2 separate regions of the Zea mays genome follow, and region 2 is linked to region 1. Evidence: chromatin contacts called from public Hi-C data. All regions are on one chromosome and are shown on one strand. The core of a region is the stretch at or near the end of the contact, and the rest is flanking DNA. Distances in the headings are between cores, read along the strand shown. Region 1 holds the start of LOC100283636 (ATGP4). Region 2 holds the start of LOC100278683.

Region 1 (3,815 bases), core at 540-3,039:
AATACTTTTGATGAATTAGGTGCATGATGAGACCTCATATCAGCTGGGTAGGAAAATGAGCAGGGGGAAGTAAACACCAGTGAAAATGCATACCCTAGCTCACAAAAGTGTTACCTATGTTGAATCAGTGAAGTGTACTATTTCAGTGGATTATTAATAACTTTATCTCAAATGCAGTTGGATAATATCCAATCATAAGTAAATTTTCTGTAAAATTTGATAACATTTCTTTTGAAATCATAGCGCTGTGGACATCGTTAAAGATCAACTCATTATTTCTGCTTTTCTTTAAAAAAGAGGAAGTTACACTATTAATGTTTGAACCAAAGGCAACATATGGTTTGACATTTCTTCAAATATGATGTGGCTTAGAACAAATCGGATGATGTAGCTTCGTGGATGCAGATAAATAGAAATTAATGACTCTTAGTGATTGCATCTAGGGATGAAAACCGAAACAAAAAATTCCGTAATCAGGGCCTCGTAACGGTATCGTTTCAGTAAATACAATACTGTTTCCGAAAATTACTGTATTAAAAATTTTGAATTTTAAATTTCTGTCAACATCATATTGTAGTCGTTAATAAGTAGACTAATTATGAAACCGGGTAAAATTCCGACCAACCGGTAATCGTTTTCGTATAGATAATATCGTTTCCAACTGTTTTCATCCCTAGTTGCATCTAGATAGGTTATATAAGTATATTCAGGCACAATCATCATAAAAAAAACTGGACCACAGTGGGGAGACACCCCTGGGTTTTTGCCTTAAGAAGCTGTACCAGGATTCAAACGCGGACCAGCAAAGCAAGCCCTCCCCCCTCCCAAAAAAAATGTTCTGATCGGTATAACTGGTTGAGAAGCTAGTTGGTATAGCCATCATAAATACCAGGATAGTTTAACACTGAGGTTAGGCCACAAAACAATTAATTAAGCTCAAATCTTCCATTCATCTACCAAGCTTAGAGGTAGGGAAAAACCAATTCCTAGTTATCTTTTTGCTGCAGCATATTCCATACCGTTTCTGCTATGCCTCGAATATTTTCAATTGAATCCATTTAGAATCTCAACAAAAGAAGTGGTTGCTAATAATGGAGGCACACTTCCTTTTCCCTAAATCAGGCACCAAACAATGAAGGCAACGAATAAGAAAATCTGAGCTCATTCCCTTTAAAGCCCTATGTTCCTCCTTGCGACACATAGACATAGGGACTAAGAATAGCAACAAAAATATAAGCAAATTTAGCAGTATATATCACAAGACTTCACAGCATGGGCGGGGCCGGCTCATTACGCCTCACAAGAGTTCCTCAACTCAAAAAAACGGAACTTTTAAGACCTTTGGGCCAATCGGCGACGACGCGATCCTTGAGGGCGGCTACGGTAGTGGCGGCGGCGTTGCAGCGCACGGGACCGATGTCAGAGCCATCGAAGAGACGAAACTTCACCTCCACCTCCTCTGCCTCCCCTTCCTGCTCCCGCTCTTCCATCTCTTCCGCTCCAACCTTCGCTCCCTCCTTCTCCGCCATTTCTTGGTCTCTCGCCAACAACTGGGATGTTTCCTGGACACAACCGGAGCCCTGCGGGTCCCTGCCGCTCAGAGTGAGAGCCCCAAAGGCCGGCGCGAGCAGACGCGAGGAGGGGCTGGGTGCTCGGGTTAGGGTTTGGTGGGGGGACGCGAGGAGAGGAAGAGAAGCAGAAGGCTGTGCGCCTGAGGCCTGAGCCCAGGAGGTAAGGAGAAAATTGTCTTTTCCTTCAGCAGCAGCAACAAGCTGATGCGAACGCCGAACGGGTATCGATCGATATATTCCGACGAGAAAGATGATTTTATACCGTTGGTGAGTGAATATACGATGGCGGTGGCTTTTTTTAAAAAAATACCACTAGTCTTATTTAAAATATTTATTTTACAATATAAAATTTTAAATCACATTTAAACAAAGTAAAATAGAACACACAAAATAAATTATAATTCATTATATCTTTTAAATAAGGTTATTATTTAAAGTTTTAAAAAAAATCAATGATGTCATATATTTATAAACGGATATAGTATATCTATCTAAATTTGTAAGCATGACTCCTATTATGTCGTAAAATAAATATACATCTAACTTTAGGTGAAGATAGCAAACGATGGGATTATCTTTTATCTTAAGTAATACCCTTAGTCATTACTTAGATAAGTCATAAGTATCTTCTAGTGACTATTATTAACTAGAGAACATATCTGGTGCACATAGAAGATTGGTGCACATGATGCACATATTAAATCATCACCACTCATTTTAGATCTAACGTCTCTAGTTGATCATTCAATTTACAAATAACACCTTCGACCAATACACACCACCACGTTGGAGGGTGTCCTTAGCAAAATATATTAAACAACTAGAGAAGTTAGATATAAAATGAGTGGTGATGATTTAATATGTGTACCATGTGCACCAATCTTCCATGTGCATCAGATATGTTCTCTATTAACTAATAATCACTACTATATTTAAGTAGGAGTTTTTTCCTTCATGCATCATCCCCTCGTAGTCGCGCCAGGTGTCGCAATTGGAAGGGGGTTGTCATGACCTCCCTTCTCTTAGTCATATTTGCACACTCCCCATTTCTTTTGGTGGAGCCCCAATGCCATCATCACTGCCTTTGCGCCACGCCGACCCTTGGCCTCTGTAAGCTAGGTATCTACATGGCTCGTTGTATTGCGAGTCCTGTAGATGACCGACAAACTCTGGCCTAGGCTCAGTAGGTCATGATTGCACCATAGACCGAGGGGCTCACAGATCATGAGTGGGACGTGGGCTGACTCTCCTACAGTGGCTCGGTGCCAGGAGTAGTTAATGCGACGGTCATTTATGGCGGGTCAGTCTTGGGCCAAGCGAGGAACCCACTCGAGTGGCCTCCTCTCGGTTCGTCTGTCCCCTTCTTTGGCTCCGCCTCACCTGACCTCGTCCTCACATCACATCAACACTCATCACAAAGAAGCAAATCAGTCATAACACAAAGACAAACATCACAAGCATTCAACGACAAACATCTCGTTGCTACATGTTTATGTTAACTAGATGGTGGTCTTTCCTTACAAATGGGGAACTACTTTAAGGCCATCGAAAGACAGGGGAATGGTAAGACATGCCAGATAGGGGCATGAGCATAATAAAGGATGGAGTTAAAGCAAGGATTGTAACCAACAAGGGAGAGCACGCAAAGGTCATGCTATGTAAAACACCATTCTCAAATCGAGATGGGAAAGATGATATTTCAAAAGGTAGGTATAAGATAAGCATCATGGAAAGATCTAGAGATTACAAAGGTAAGGGAGGTAACAGGCAAAAGCACACCAAAGGATCAAGTTAAGACAAGACTTGCAACGCGGTAGAGGAAAAGGGAACGAACAAGAGTGGGATGGGTAAGACAACACTCTTGAACTGAAATGGGAGAGGAGGCTTTAAAATGCAGGTACATGATAAGCATCAAGGTAAAGATTGAGGCATGACAAGGGTTAAGGTGATAACGGACAAACACACAATAAAGGATGTATTTTAGACAAAACTTGCAAGGCGTCGAAGAAGGGGGAGCAATCAATGGTGAAGTAGGTGAAGCATCATCCTTGATCAGGGACGAAAAAGAGGAGGCTTTAAAGGGTAAGTTCAAAGTAAGCACGAAGGTAAGGGTATAGATATTGCAAGGGTTAAAGGTGATAACGGACAAGGATGTAAGAGAGGAGGTAAATGTGCATAAGAACCAAGGATATAAATACAACCAAGGATGGAGTTAAGACAAGACCTACAGGTGGAAAAGAAAAG
Region 2 (3,815 bases), core at 704-3,203, 570 kb after region 1:
CAAGCCACAGAGGATCCAGGGGTTCAGCAGGTGGAGATTGCCGAGCAGGAGCTCGTTGAAGGCAAGTTGTGCCCTTGATCACCTCTTTTTACCCAGTCATGTTCTTATTAATCATAATGATCTGTATAGGTTAATTTTGATGGGACCCAATAGGTTACCCTAGTTTGGCTATCTTTATACCTTGTTTTACCACTGAATTTTTGGGTAGTACCTGCTATTGCTTTATGTGGTTTTGGGCATGGAGATATACATTATACATGATTACACTTTTATTATCAGTTTATTATTTACTGTTCATGACAAGATGATTATGTTAATGGGAACATGGAGAACCACCCGGAAAACAGTGCTACCACAAGGGTGGTATGGGACACCCTTGACTGACTAACTAGGAAAGCTAGTGGAGGACTACCTTACCCGATAGGGGCAAGGGCAGTATGGGAGTGGTCAGTGTGGGGAGGCCCTTGGGTTAATTTTGCTGCGATGGCGGTCAGGCGAGGGTTCCCTGCATTGTAGCTTCCTAGAAACTGTAGTGGGTTTTCTGAAGCTAGTGGAACTTTGTAAAGGCCTCGTAGTGGTACTCTGCCTCGCTTCCTTGGTAGAGGTGTATGGGGTCCGATCAACCCCGTGGCAAATGGGTAACACGACTTGTGGGTAAAGATGTGTAACCTCTGCAGAGTGTAAAACTGGTATACTAGCCGTGCTCACGGTCATGAGCGGCTCGGACACTCACATGATTAACTTATAGAATTAAATTCAATTTATCATTTGCATCGCATTGGGATTTATTATTATTTTAATTTACTATTGCTATGGTTTAGTATTCACTTACATTTAGTAACTGCTAATAAAATTTTGACCAACTTATAAAAGCAATGCTCACCTTCAACTTTTATTTTGTTGATCAGCCTTACACTTCACATGAATTCCCACCTTTGGTGAGTTCATGCACATTATTCCCCACAACTTGTTGAGCTATGATCTTTTGTGAGCTCACTCTTGCGATATATAAACCCTCCACATGTGAAGAGAAGGTGGTTGAAGAGGAGCCGCCCTACAATGAAGCTTACATGTTGATTTAGGTGGCGTCTCCCAGTCAGCTCTGTGGCGCCAGAAAATAATATTTAGTTCGTTTTTATCATTATTTATTTCCTTGTAAGACTTTCGTTATGTAATAATTATATTTATGATATTTATGACATTTATTTCTATACACTTTGTCATTATATGTGATGTTCTTTCTTGGCGCACATATGAGACGCACCCAACTTTATCCTTTAAATCCGGGTGTGACTGTTCTCTACTGCGGCTCGGTGCCAGAAATAGTTAATGCAGCCGACCACTTATGGCTGGTCAGTCTTAGGCCAGACAAGGAATCCCCTCGAGTGGCTTTCCTTCGGTTCGCGCGGTCCCCCTCTCTAGCTCCACCACGCCTAACCCCGAGCTTAGTGCCTCGGGGTTTATCCGGGGGCGAGCACTTCCAGGGTAGACAGTTCCCTTATCCCCTGCTAGTCGGTGATTCCATATAGTCCAGAGATTCTTATCCCGTACAATCTCTCCGATCGGTGGGCCTCAGAGACCCGTGGATCTTTTTCATGACAGAAATGAAGGGGATCGTAAAGAAATTTGAGTTTCCAAACTAGTGCTAAGAGATTTTTCTTCCTTGTCTTTTCGGGAGATTTTTCTTCCTTGTCTTTTCGGGTTTCTCTTCCCTTACTTTCAAACTTGCCTTTAAAAGTTCTAAGCAGGAGCAGCCATGCAACTACCTTTTTTATGTTTGTTTATGCCATATATTTGGGTCATGCTGGTTTCGTTTGGTCAAACATGGACCAAAATAAATGACTCCATGTATTCTCTCTCCGAAAATCACGCCATAAAGACTCTCCTCTCCGACGACTGACCGTTCCCCGACTCTCTCTCCACATCAGTTTTGGTCCCAAATTCAGCCTGAGAGCTGCAGCAGCGAAGAGCCGAAGAAAGCCAGCCTCGCCTTCCCCCTCTCCCCATACTAATCATCATCAAGGGCCTGCGATTCCAAGTTGCGTTTCCTGTCTGGGGATTCAGGGTGGAAGGAGATGAAATCGCCATTGCGCAGGTTCCGGGGCTTCGCCCTTCATCACCACCACCACCACAGGGAGAGGAAGGACCACCGCCCGCCGTCCGCCAAGCTCGACGAGCTCGTCTACGCCGCCCAGGTCTCCTCTCCGCCGCGAACGCCTCTGTTCATTCCTCTCGGTTATTGCCGTTCGTTCTGCCGTGTGGTTACGCGTTAAAGTCGGATCGTGTGTGCTCGTCGAGGAGCCGCTGTCCCGTCGCTTGCTTATGCCGCTGATTTTCATGGGCTGTGTTGGCCGCAGTGATTTGTTCCTGGGGCACGATGATTTTTTAGGATCGAATGACCTTCGCCTATACATTCTTTTCTGAGCTATAAATCCTTTTTCGTGTTTATTTCTTATATATAGTTTTGCGCTTTTTCTTTTAGACTGGGAATTCTACTTAGTAATCTGTTCATACATTATTTGGATATGATCAGTGAAATGTGTGGATTTGATCGCTTTCATGTATTATTGTGGCCACTAGAGATTTGGAGTCCAGAAGCACATAGTATTCATTTTGTGGCCTGTTTCTTCCTGGTCAAAGTCCACGGTAGGAAGCTTGGGTCGCAGAAAGTAGCTATCTAGAACTCGTCTACAGTCAGCAATTCAAAGTCGTCATGAGAGGAACTGATCATTTGTTTAACCTAGCATTGCCTGCTGGGCGTTATTATATTCAATACCAGTGGAAATACGTTTTCTGAAATTCAGGGGAATTGAGTCTTTTTTTTCAGCATTTCCGTCTCAGATACAATGAACAGTTCCTGTCTTTACTTGACTGCATCTTAATGGATAAATTATGGTGAAAGCTGTTCAGACATGAATGTGATGTTGGATAGTGATTGAAGTTTATTATATGGTACAAGTTTGACAGGACTATAAGCTGATCCATGATTTAAATTTTCAGACAAATTCACAAGTCATTCACTTTCTCATGTGAACTGTAATAGGAAGAAAAGATTTGGGGCCACAACTGCCCTCTAGTGGAAATTAAAAAAATTTAACCCACCTTTTGCAACAAACATGGAATTGTACTTTGCAGGAAATGGAAGATATGAGGAACTGTTACGATAGCTTGCTTTCAGCTGCAGCCGCAACGACAAATAGTGTATATGGTGATTGCTATTTTTACTTCTAATGAAATAAAACTGTCCCTATCTTCACATCAGATATTTCATCTGTCGTTCTTACAGTCACATGTAATCTATTTATACAGAGTTTGCGGAAGCCATGGGTGAAATGGGAACTTGCTTGCTTGAAAAAGCTGCATTGAATTATGATGATGATGAAAGTGGTGAGTGATTTCGTGGATCTGTATGTATGAGATGGAAATTTGTGGTTTGAAATTATTCTTACGAGTGTCTTTAGCAAATTGGTTTTCGTGTTTTAGAGCCAACTATACTATTTTTCAGCATATCCATTTCTTTCTTGAGCGGTGTATGCCATTTTTGTATGGATAAGCCCTGAAACAAAATTTTCTGCTACTCAGCCCCCTGTATAAAGAGAGACAGGTGTTGGCTGAATCTGAAACACGAGGAGGCAGTAAAATGGGATTTGGAAGAATAGAATATTATCCACTGGATTTGGATAGAATCCTCTTAAGCAATTCATTTACCTGAAGTACTGAATCATGAACTGATCTTCAAGATGTACTAGTAATATTTGTTTATTTTAGACATTTTCTTATTTTTTACCACTAGTACAAATTTTGAGGGTGTTCTT

The links. Hi-C and Micro-C count contacts between places; a contact is called where the count stands out from the background.
Region 2: a contact with region 1 is called in a Hi-C map of ear, with 2.0 times the contacts expected there. The contact joins the promoter of LOC100278683 here to the promoter of LOC100283636 in region 1. A contact is called at or near these places in 4 of 25 Hi-C or Micro-C datasets (ear, leaf, seedling and 1 more).

Annotation. Positions count from the first base shown.
Region 1 is chr10:112,688,518-112,692,332 of Zm-B73-REFERENCE-NAM-5.0, forward strand. It overlaps LOC100283636 (ATGP4), which reads right to left and starts at 1,790. Exons shown (of 3, transcript NM_001374041.1): 1 at 1,340-1,790. The coding sequence starts at 1,529.
Region 2 is chr10:113,256,576-113,260,390 of Zm-B73-REFERENCE-NAM-5.0, forward strand. LOC100278683 reads left to right here and starts at 1,954. Exons shown (of 11, transcript NM_001371665.1): 1 at 1,954-2,195; 2 at 3,136-3,208; 3 at 3,310-3,387. The coding sequence starts at 2,076.